Regions from separate parts of the Mus musculus genome. Here region 1 is linked to region 2. Evidence: chromatin contacts called from public Hi-C data. All regions are on one chromosome and are shown on one strand. The core of a region is the stretch at or near the end of the contact, and the rest is flanking DNA. Distances in the headings are between cores, read along the strand shown.

Evidence for each region. A called contact is a pair of places that touch in the nucleus more often than the background predicts.
Region 1: a Hi-C map of cortical neurons shows a contact between it and region 2, with 1.7 times the contacts expected there. The contact joins the promoter of Ccdc174 here to the enhancer-like site in region 2. A contact is called at or near these places in 1 of 39 promoter capture datasets (macrophages), 4 of 484 Hi-C or Micro-C datasets (cortical neurons, embryonic stem cells and forebrain), 4 of 115 datasets of contacts at active chromatin or transcription factors (the SCID.adh cell line and embryonic stem cells) and 2 of 9 other capture datasets (adipose tissue and pancreatic islet).

The regions. Positions count from the first base shown.
Region 1 is chr6:91,876,029-91,881,194 of GRCm38.p6, forward strand. It overlaps Ccdc174 (coiled-coil domain containing 174), which reads left to right and starts at 2,025. Exons shown (of 11, transcript NM_172730.2): 1 at 2,025-2,158; 2 at 4,229-4,333. The coding sequence starts at 2,117.
Region 2 is chr6:91,836,468-91,842,005 of GRCm38.p6, forward strand. It overlaps a transcript of Grip2 not described here. Among named protein-coding and RNA genes, the nearest start is that of Grip2, 32 kb to the left of the region's middle. Within about 2 kb of position 3,089, at least 83 of the 459 cell types and tissues checked have an H3K27ac peak or open chromatin away from gene starts, as enhancers often do. A contact at or near this core is called in cortical neurons and forebrain, where this site is marked.

The DNA.
Region 1 (5,166 bases), core at 775-3,274, 38 kb after region 2:
ACAACCAGACTTGAGGGCCCAATATTAGCCTTAGAATACAAGCAGCATCAGGCCAACCCAGTACAATTCAAGATGTGGTTTAGCAGACAGCACCCTGGAAAAGGGTACTGGGTTGCAGCTGCACTGTTGGGACTGGATAGACAAAAGCAATTCCAGACAGACTCAGCTGCTGGGAAGGCATCAAAGGAAAAAGATCTTTTAGAAACAGGATGTATGAGAATGTGTGGGTCTGCCAGGACAGTATTCTGGCCAATATCACATTCTGTGTAACAGCTGGGGAAACAAAGGAGACTCAATGGCTTATTTCTATTTCTCCCCAGTGCCAAGGATGGAACCCAGGTTCAGGCACATGCTAAGTATGTGCTACAATACTGAGCTATATCCTATCCTTTTCTAGTAATGCCTTTGTCTTGGGAGGTTTCTCATTAGTGGGGTGCCACTCTGTGAGAACTTCTATGGTGTAAGCTAACATAGCCAATCAGGAGATAACTACAGATTCCCCACAGGCATTCTACAGACAAAGTAAGACTGTAATAATGCCATACAGTCTTCTAGGGAAGGATATCTTTCTTCCTTCCTTTCTTTCTTTCTTTCTTTCTTTCTTTCTTTCTTTCTTTTTTTTTCTGATTTTTTGAGACAGGGTTTCTCTGTGTAGCCCTGGCTGTCCTGGAACTTATGCTGTAGATCAGGCTGGCCTTGAACTCAGAAATTCGCCTGCATCTGCCTCCCAACTGCAGGGGGCGGGGGGGGGGGAGGATATCTTAAAATTATTTCACTTACAACTTCTTTTTACCCAGTATTATTTTCATGACTTGAGGTATATATGGATACTTTAAAAATTACTTTAAAACAATTTGGCGCACACACACACACACACATATGTATATGTATATATATATATATATATATATATATATATATTCACCATTTATTAAAGATGAAAAACAATTTGTATCCTAATGACATGAATGTGCTTGTTTCAACAAAAGGAATTAAATATTGGCTAAACATTTGATACTGTAGGTCACAGAGCATCTTCAGTGCTTTTCAGAGTTGATTGTTTTGACTTTATCATCATCAATGTGGAGAACACTGCTTTGCAAAGATACAGCAAATTCATGTTTAGGGCCATTTCAGAAATTGTTGGAAATTTTGTCCTAAATCCCAGGTCAAAATTCTTTTAATTCTTTAGCAATTCAAATAGTAATTTCAAAATTAGAGTATTCTGGGGGCTGGTTGTGGTGGCACACAGCTTCAATCCCAGCATAAGGGAGGAAGAGGTAAGCAGGTATCTTTGAGTACAAGGCTAGCATGGTCTACAAAGCAAGTTCCAGGCAGCCAGGAGTACCCAGTGACCCCCAAATGAATGTATGAATGAATAGTTAAAATTCAAATATTCTGTTGGGCATAGTGGCTCACACATGTAATCCTAGCATTTAGGGGGCAGAGGCAGGAGGGCTGTTGCAAATTTGAGGCTAGCCAAGTCTACATAGAGAGTTTGAGGCCAGGTGGCTGTACAGTAAGACCCCATCTCAAAAAAAAAAAAAAAAAAAGCCTAAAAAGCAAAACAACAAACAAAACCAACAAAACAAATCACAAAACACCAAAAAAAAAAAACCAACATAAAACGAGTGTTTCTCATAGCCCATTCTTAAACAATAATTCCCACCACTACCAGTTTCATTAAATTCCTTTTGTTTTCATGTTGGAGACAGGAGTTTACTTAGCTCTCTTCATACGCTGCTATTCTTTTCCATCATCTAAGACTCTCCAGTCAATATAGTGTGTGTTGCAATGAAAGCTATCTTCCTTCCTTCTCTAGACGGCGACAATACTAGTCATTTTCACCTCACTTTCTGCTCTCTTCAAGATGGCCAATTGCGATCAATTCCAACCCTCTGACCTTCTCAAAATGACGACGTAGCGACTAGGGACCTCATACTGACGCTTTCAAGATGGCGCCGAGGTCGTAAATCCAAGTCGCAAAATGACGCAAACTCAGCGTCCCTATCAAAGACACTTCCGGTTCTGCTGCCGGGTGGGGGTGGCGGACTCGTAGGGTCTGACTGAGGCCACAGGGAGGCTGCGTCTTGGGACTGGACGCCTTGGCGGGACGATGGACCGAAAGAAAAAGCCTTTGGACGTTACAGCCTCCTCGGTGAGTACAAGTGTGGCTTAGCTCCGTGCTCCGCGTTCCCTCCGCCTGTCTCAGTCGAGAATGGTGACCTAGTTGTTGTCCCACGCAAGTCAGGGGCCTGGACTGCCCATCTGACAAGGATCCTGACCGACCCTTTCCCCGCAGAGACCCTCCTCAGCTTCCTTACTCACAGGATCCTGAACTCGGCTCCGCCAGGCGCCTGGGCTCCGTTCCCCTCGAACCCAGGCGGGTCTCGGACGCCATCCTCCCAGGGATCTCAGGGCGCATCCTGCGGGTCAGCCGCCGCCACAGCCGGCTCTCTGTCCGCAGGGACTTGGAGGACGAGCCCTTCCTGGGTTCTCCACTAGTCCAAAGCCCTTCTCGAGCACTGGGATATGATTTGTCTTCCCAGGGCTCCCAGGGTCCCCCCCAGCAGGATCCAGACAAGTTAGCTAGTGCCTTGTGGGATGGGGTACCCGGGCCAGTAAGGTCTGACAGGATGTAAGGAGTTTTGCTAACTTAACCACTCTCAGCAGAAAACTTGTAAACACTGTACACATTTTGTGTCCGTGCTTCATATGTGTGCTGCCATCGAGTCCTCAGAAGTGCTTTTGAGTGTAGGTGGTATTAATTGTCACTCTTAATGGATAATGAAGTTGACACCCAAAGGTGAATCCCGTTTTCCTCAATGTACACACAGATTTGTTGTGTGAGAAGCCAGGCTCAGTTTGATTGACTGCAAAATGGTGCCTTTTCTGATTGTTCAAAACATCTAATGTATCAAATTTTTTGTTGGAATTTGTTTTTTAATATAGAAAAATTGGTCTTAGTAATCATGTTTGCTTGGATTCAGTGCTTGCAAACTGAATTAATCAGGAAGTATATGCGCATGCGCTTAACTTTAGCACATAAGTGTCAGAGACAAGTGGACAGAGGCCACTGTAAGTCAGAGGCCAGCCTGAGCTACATAGTTCCAGTATAGCCAGAGCTACACAGTGAGACCCTGTCTTTAAAAACCAAACCAAAGTTAACTTGTCTGGAGGATAATGTTTTTAATAATTATAACACAAACGAAGTCCCGGAATTGATTGGTCATTTTGTGATTCAGATGTAGTTGTAGAATAGAAAGATATATAGCTAGGTAATTGATACATTTACAAAGTTAAAATCCTCCTCTTCCTCCTCCTCCTCCTCCTCCTCCTCCTCCTTCTTCTTCAGAATTTTAAATATTGGGTCCTGGAATGAAACTCCTTTACATTGTTAACATCCCTGCCAATAGTACCTTTAAGTGGATTTCTTTCAAATAGAAATTACTGAACTCAGTTATTTAAAAACAAACAAACAAACAAACAAACAAAAAAAGGTTTTTGGGGCTGGAGAGATAGGTTAAGAGCACTGGCAGCTCTTTCAGACGACCATGGTTTATTTCCAGCACCCACATGGTGGCTCTAAACTGTAGGTTCAGTTCCAGGAGATCTCTCTCTCTCTCTCTCTCTCTCTCTCTCTCACACACACACACACAACAACAACAACAACAACAACAAATGCACACTAAAAACCAAAAAGGAATCATTAAAAACATTTTTTAAAGATTTTAAATTTTGTGTATAATTGTTTTCCCTTTGTATATGCAATACATGTATGCCTGGTGTGGAACTGGACTTAATATGTGGATGGTCGTATGCCACCATGTGGGTGCTAGGAACCTACCCTGAGTCTTGTGCTCTTTAACTGCTGACCTTTAACTTCAGCCTCGGAGTTCTCGCTGCCCCATTCTCTTCACCCGAGCTCCCCTCTCCCATTTGCTTATTTATTTTACATATGTGAGTACACTGTCCCTGTCTTTAGACACACATTGGAGCCCATTGTAGATGGTTGTGAACCATCATGTAGTTGCCAGGAATTGGACTCAGGACCTCTGGAAGAGCATTCAGTGCTCTTAACCTCTGAGCCATCTCTCCAGCCCAAACATTGTGTTTCTTGTTCATGTTCAGGAAGCTCAAATCTCCCTTGGAGAATTACTGTTGCTTAGCAATCCAGTCACCTGCCAGAATTGAGTTAAATATTGTTCTCTTTCTTATTTTATTCTAGTTGGTAGATCTTAAGGCGGAGCTCTTTCGAAAACAAGAAGAATTCAAACAAGAAAAACTTCTAAAAGATTCTGGAGTTTTTGGAAAACCAAAGACAATTAATAAGGTAAAAATATCTCTACCAATTCCAAACATTGGGAGAATTGTATTATATTTTAAGTTTTTGAAAAATGTTAGTTGTTATCTGTAAATAAGTAAATGTTAAAGGAAAAAAAATTCCTGATTGAATATTTGCATAAATTTTGTTAAATATTAAAATTAGTAAGATTATTTAGTACTCTTTAAAAATTTTTATTTTACTAATGTATGTTGTGTGTATGTGCACTTGTGTGAATACATATGTCATGTGTGCATGTGTGTGTCACCTGTGCATGGGTGCCTTCAGAGACCAGAAAAGGGTCTTAGATCCCCTGAAAATGGAGTTATTTGTGGTAGTAGGACAAGCAGTTTGGGTGCTAGGAACTGAAGTTCCTCTGCAAGAGCAATAAGCCGTCATAAAGAATGCTAAGTTGTCTTTCCAGTTCCAATATTTGTCTTTAATATGCTGTTAGTAAGTGGATTGTTTACATTCTCATGGAAGATTAGCATGTATTTTGTATTCAGACAGAGATAAACAACTGTAAAATTTAGAAATAGACTTAAAATCTGAAAGAGTTTAGTAAGAGTTTGCAATTTTTTATAGGTAGTAATCTACCATATTCCTTTGCATTCTGCTCATGTTCATTGGAATATTGAATGGTATAGTAATCCGTCAGGGGTAAAAGTCAATTGAGAAAGGACCTCAGTGATGTTCAAAAGGACTTTATGTGATTTAGGACTTGTTTACAGCTCCAGCTTTGTCATATGCTGATGGAGGCTGTAAATTAGTTGTCAGAGTAAGTAGTTCTCTGATGATTCATGAGGTGTAAGGATTTTCTGTGATTTTGATGTATATGAGTT
Region 2 (5,538 bases), core at 1,839-4,338:
CTCAAGCCACAGAGAGTCAAACAAGCCCTGCCTTTTAGCCAAGCACCGCCATTTTTGCTTTTCTGGCCCAGTGTCCAGCCAGAGGGAGGACTCAGTGTCCTGGGATCAGGCTCTACAGGCACAATCCTGGGATGAGGAGCCAATCCCCACCCCAGGAAAGGCTCTCGAGAGTAGGATGTGGACATCCAAGGGGCACCTTGGGGAAGGTGGTGTGGTGCAAATCAAACCCTGGGTTTGCAGCCTGGGTTCAGGCCCAGACCTGCTCCTCGTTGTCTGCACCCTTAGAAGCCTCTCAGCCTTTCTGCCTCAGTTTCTTCGTCTGAAAAATAGGGTTAAACATAGGGCCTACCTCAGCCAGGCATGCTGCTGCCTGTCTGTAATCTCAGCACTTAGACGGCTGAGACAGGAGAATTGAGAGTTCAAGGCCAGACTGGGCTAGACATTAAACTGATGCCTAGTTTAGTGGTAGTGCATTTGCCTGCCTTATGCAAAGCCCTGGCTTCCATCCCAGCGCTGCCAAAATAAGTACTTACTTCACAGGGCTGCCACGAAAACTAATAGTTAACCTGGAGAGCACGCAGAGCACGAACCGCAGCACACTCGGGAGCCATTGCTGCAGAGGACCCTTCCCTCACGCTGTCCAGCTCCAGTGTCACCAGACAGCTTGGTCCCCTCCCGCCCACATTCCGGTCAGGGTATGGGCTTTTCTCTAAGAAATGAACAGACTGTCTTCCAAGTGGCCATTCTTGCCTTCCCACCAGCAGACAGGTAGCAGCATTCTCTGTTGTCATCTCAGTGTGACACTCTGGCACAGGTACAGCAGTGTGGGCTAGTGTTTACTTGCCATCCCCCTGTGACAGTGATGCTCAGCATCTCCTCATGTGTTACCAGCTTTTAAAAAGTGAGAAACTTGCTTTCCCTAATTGCCGGTATTTCCTCTTTTGCTTTATTTCGTTGTGCCCAAATGTCACTTCCCCAGGGAGAGTTCTCTTATCATTTTTCCCAAGGAGGAAACGAAGGCCCAGATGCCTAAACAAGTACCCATAGGTGCTGTCTAACCCAAGGCGTTTAATTATTTTTTTAAAAACTTTCAAATATTTTATCCATTTTTTTAAATAAAAGGGGTTTCTGTCTGAGATTATTTTAATTATGTTTTTAAAAAATTATATGGTGCTGGAGATGTGATGGCTCAGCAGATAAGAGAGCACTGGCTGCTCTTGCAGAGGTCCTGACTTTGATTGCCACAACCTGTATCAGGAGGCTTACAACTAATTGCCTGTAACTCCAGCTTCAGGGTGATCCCAGGTGCCCTCTGTGGGCACCTGCACTCATGTACACCCACATATTTTTTTTAATTAATTATAAGTTGTAAAAATGGAAGGACATGATTTTATCCTGTTCCAATATAGAAGCATACATTGACTGGCCTCTGGCTCCCAAACTTGGCCCTGGGGCACAGGAGGACATTGGTTCTACTCTGCTCTCCCTAACTAGGCTCAGACTTTATTTCTCTGCTACTATCTCACAAGGACTCCATCTCTCTCCCACCTTCATCTCTTTAGCTCCTCCCAACTTCTCTGCCTGGATACTGTTCATGCTCCCACTTTACAGAGAAGACAAGTGAGGCTCAGAGGCAAAGTCATCAAGTATAGTCACACAGCTTTGGAACAATTGCTGGTACTGGTACCCATGTGGTAGTCTGGAATAGAAGTGGGAGCAAGCCTGGGTTGGCAGGTGCTACACACCGGCCGGGGAGAGAGTCTTCAACTTAACAGGGATGCCCTGGCAACCCTCAGCCTCAGACCAGGTGATCTCTCCTCCCCAAACTCCACTGAACTCCCTGTGGGCATCCTCACAGGAAGAATGTGGGTGCCCAGGCTTGGCTCACAGTAGGTGCTCACTGCAAGCAGGCTCCTCTGCCTTCCCCACTTATGTGTTGTTATGCATAGGTCAAGGAAGTGACCAGAGAACAGTGGAAGGTCAATCTGGTCCAATGGAGGTGACAAAGAGTAAAGAAACCCTGGGCTCCCTTAACTCCTCTTGTCTTGCCTCTGAGTGAGTCCTGGGGCATTGTGGGTGATGTTTATATAGTGGAAGACCCCAGATTTGCTGTTCAAATGGCTGAGAGGATGACATGGGAAGTGAGGAGCTGGGGACAAGGCAGAGGACAGATGTCTCATTGTGCTATATAACCACGGTTGGTCTGGAGCCATGTCAATATGTAGACTAGTCTGGCCTCAAAATCACAGAGATCCGTCTGCCTGTTTCTGCCTCTTAAGCTCTGGGATCGAAGGCTGGCTCTAGAGGTAGGATTTTTTTTTTTTTTTTTTTTTTGTTATTGTTCTCGCTAAAAATAAGGAAGAGGCTGAGAAGTGTTGTTCTGAGCATGTGAAAACTTCAGCTTAGGACAGAGAAGTCAGGAGCAGAGGGAACTTTGATGCCTTCCTCTGGTCGTATCTCCTGCCATGCTGAAGCATGCACGGGGAGAAAGGATGCAGAGGGCTAGCCTTAGAGCCAATTTCTGTTTTGTTTTCTTTTGTTTCTTGTTTAAATAATTACCCACTCCCACCCCCAATTGCTATGGAAAGGTGGCCCATAGCTTTGTTCCCTGGACACCCTTCTAAGGAGAATCTCTTCACTTACGCTGTACAAGAAAAGGAAATGTTCCAAAGATGGGGAGGGAAGGAAAAGCCCAATCACAGCTTCACTTCACCCAGCAGGCCAAGTGGGGGCGGGGCAGCCATTCACTGACATCACCCGCCTCGTCATGGGAAATAACTTCCGCCGTTCAAAGCCTTATTTGCATTTTTGGAGGCACAAGGAGGCATTTAAAATCAGCTTGGGTGTTGACATTCAGTTATTAAAACCAAACAAAAGATCCCTTCCCGAGTCTGGCTAGTTCTTCTTAAATTTATCGGGTCCCCACTACCTGATTTAAAGCCCTGAGCAGATGTTTCACAGCAGGACGTCCATCAGCTCCAGATGCCGCTTTGTTCAAGCTGCGTGCATGGCACGCACTGGCAGTCACACTCACGCAGAGGGCCTGGGGCTGTGAGCATCCAAGGCTCTCTCCGGCATTTGGCATGCCCACAAGGACCATTTGTAACCCTGCCTGCAGGTCTGACAGAGAGATGAGCAGCAGAAGTGAGTAGCCAATCACATTCCATCCTATCATCTTTCCCGTTGTCTCCTAGGTAACCGACACAGGGACACATCAGCTAGCTGGGTACCACAGGACACAGGCGTGTGCGTGCACAACCACTTGCATGCCATCCTAACAGTCTGTAATTCCAGACAGTTGGCACGCGCCTGTCAGTACCCTGGACAGCTCCCGCACCCTCCTAGGGCCTGTTGTAGAAGCCTCGGGGCTTTCCCCGCATCTGCCCTGTACTCTGTCAAACCTCTGTTTGGGATGTCTCGCCCAGCTGCTATTCACACTTCTCGGGATCCTGCTTATCTGTAAAGACAGCACAAGCTTGGGTTCTAAGGTTCTCACCAAAGTCCCTGCCACTGGGCCTGAACATATTGCATCTCAAGATCTGGCTCATTCAGTCTTACAGCTTGTTAATCTCCGGCTTGTCTCCTTCCTTGCCGCCAAATCACAGGGTTCACATGTATGACCCCTGCATACCTATCCTTTTCTCTGTACCCGCTGCTCCTGGCTCAAATCACTGCTCCTCTGCTCTGGGCCTAGCAACTGAAGTCACCTTTCTTGACCACCTGCGCCTTGCCTGAAGAAATCTCTTTCCCTGGGACTTTACAGTACATTTCCCCCACTCTGAAGCTGTCCCTCCTCATTGACTTGCATACTTCTTTATCTTTCCCTTGAGTGTAAACTGTCCCTGCAGGTCTTTTGTTCACAGTGGGACCCTCCACACAGAACAGAGCCCTGGGCATACTGGCTGCTGCTGCTTCGTTTCCCACCTCTGTGGAGAAGGATGGGCATCTTCTGATATCCCCTGACTAACATCCCAAGAGGGTGTCAGAGAGTAGGAAGGACCAATAAAGGAGCAACCCAAATCAGGCCAACCCACAGAAGATGCTGCTGGCAGACAGCCGACCATCTCCATGGAGTTGCACAGGGCCTCTTCTCGTCCCTCAGTACCATCCTCCACACACTGAGTACCTTGGATGCCTGGCAGACTGAAGCAACTTTCCACTAAAGACCAGTTTTTGGTGTTTCTAATGCACAGTCATTGGCTGCTGTGTGCATGTATGTGTATGGGGGAAATCTTTCATGAAGCACTCGCTGCAATGAATAGAAGAGAATGTGTCACTGTCTATAGGAGCATGAAGGTCAAGGTGAAGGTTCACTAGAACTTCTCTCTCTCTCTCTCTCTCCCTCTCTCTCTCTCTCTCAAACACACACACACACACACACACACACACACATGAACACGAACACACATAGAGTGAGCATCTGGAAGCAAGTTATCATACAACTCTCCCCACAATGGAATGGCCATGTGTTTCCCTCTTCCAAGAACCTGGCCACTACTCCAGGCCCTAAAAATTGTGCCAAGTAGTCCTATCTCTTGAAGTCAACCTCAGAGTGCAAGACCAGACAGTGACCAAATAGCCATAGCATAGACACTACCCTGTGGAGTCACCTGGGTCCTAGCAATGAAGACCGTCACAGAGGCTGTGACACATCACAAACTCCACACTGGGTCCCGAGCCCTCCACTGATCAGTGTATTAGATTGTTTCCCCAAATCTAAGGTCAGGTCAGCTGTAACACTCAGGAAGGAAGACCTCCTATTGTGTCCTATTACACTAGGACAGGACAGCAGGGACTCTTCATGACACCTGCAGGGTGAATGACAATCTAAAGTTGCAAAACAGGGTGGTGAACTTACCTAGGATACATGAGGCCCTGTCCAGTGCTTAACACTGACAAAGGAAAGGGGTGGGAGATTAGCATGGCCAGGGTCCCACGGCTGATACTTAGAGAGGCTGCCACAGCTTCAGCTGTCAACCTGACACTAGCCTGGAGTCACCTGGAAGAGGGAACCTCCATGAAGAAATTGCCTCCATGGGCATACCTGTGAGGAATTTCATCGACTGCTAACGTTGGAGGGCCCAGCCCACTGTGCAGGAACAGCACAGAGCATGTAGGCCTGGACTCTGTCTTAAAAGGTCAACTAAGCATGAGCCAAGAAACAAGCCCAGAAAGAAGCAGCATTTTCTTCATGGCCTCTATCAGTTCCTGCCTCCATATTCCTGCCCCGAGTTCCTGCCCCGGCTTCCCACTATAACGGACTGTGACCTATAAGCAAAATAAATGCTTTCCTTCCCCCCCCCCCCAGTTGCTCTTGGTTTTGACGATTATCGCAGCAACAGATAAGCAAACTAGGACAGAGATATTAGACAGACTTGAGTCTGGTCCCAAAGGCCTTACATTACCCAGCAAGGCACCCAGAGGAGTCAGTCTTGTACAAAACATCCCTTTGTCTGAGTAAGCACCTCTCTGATAGACGCCAGGGGCCCTGTCTCTGTATCTCTTCTGCTGTCTGCTTAGCTCACCTCCCACCACCCA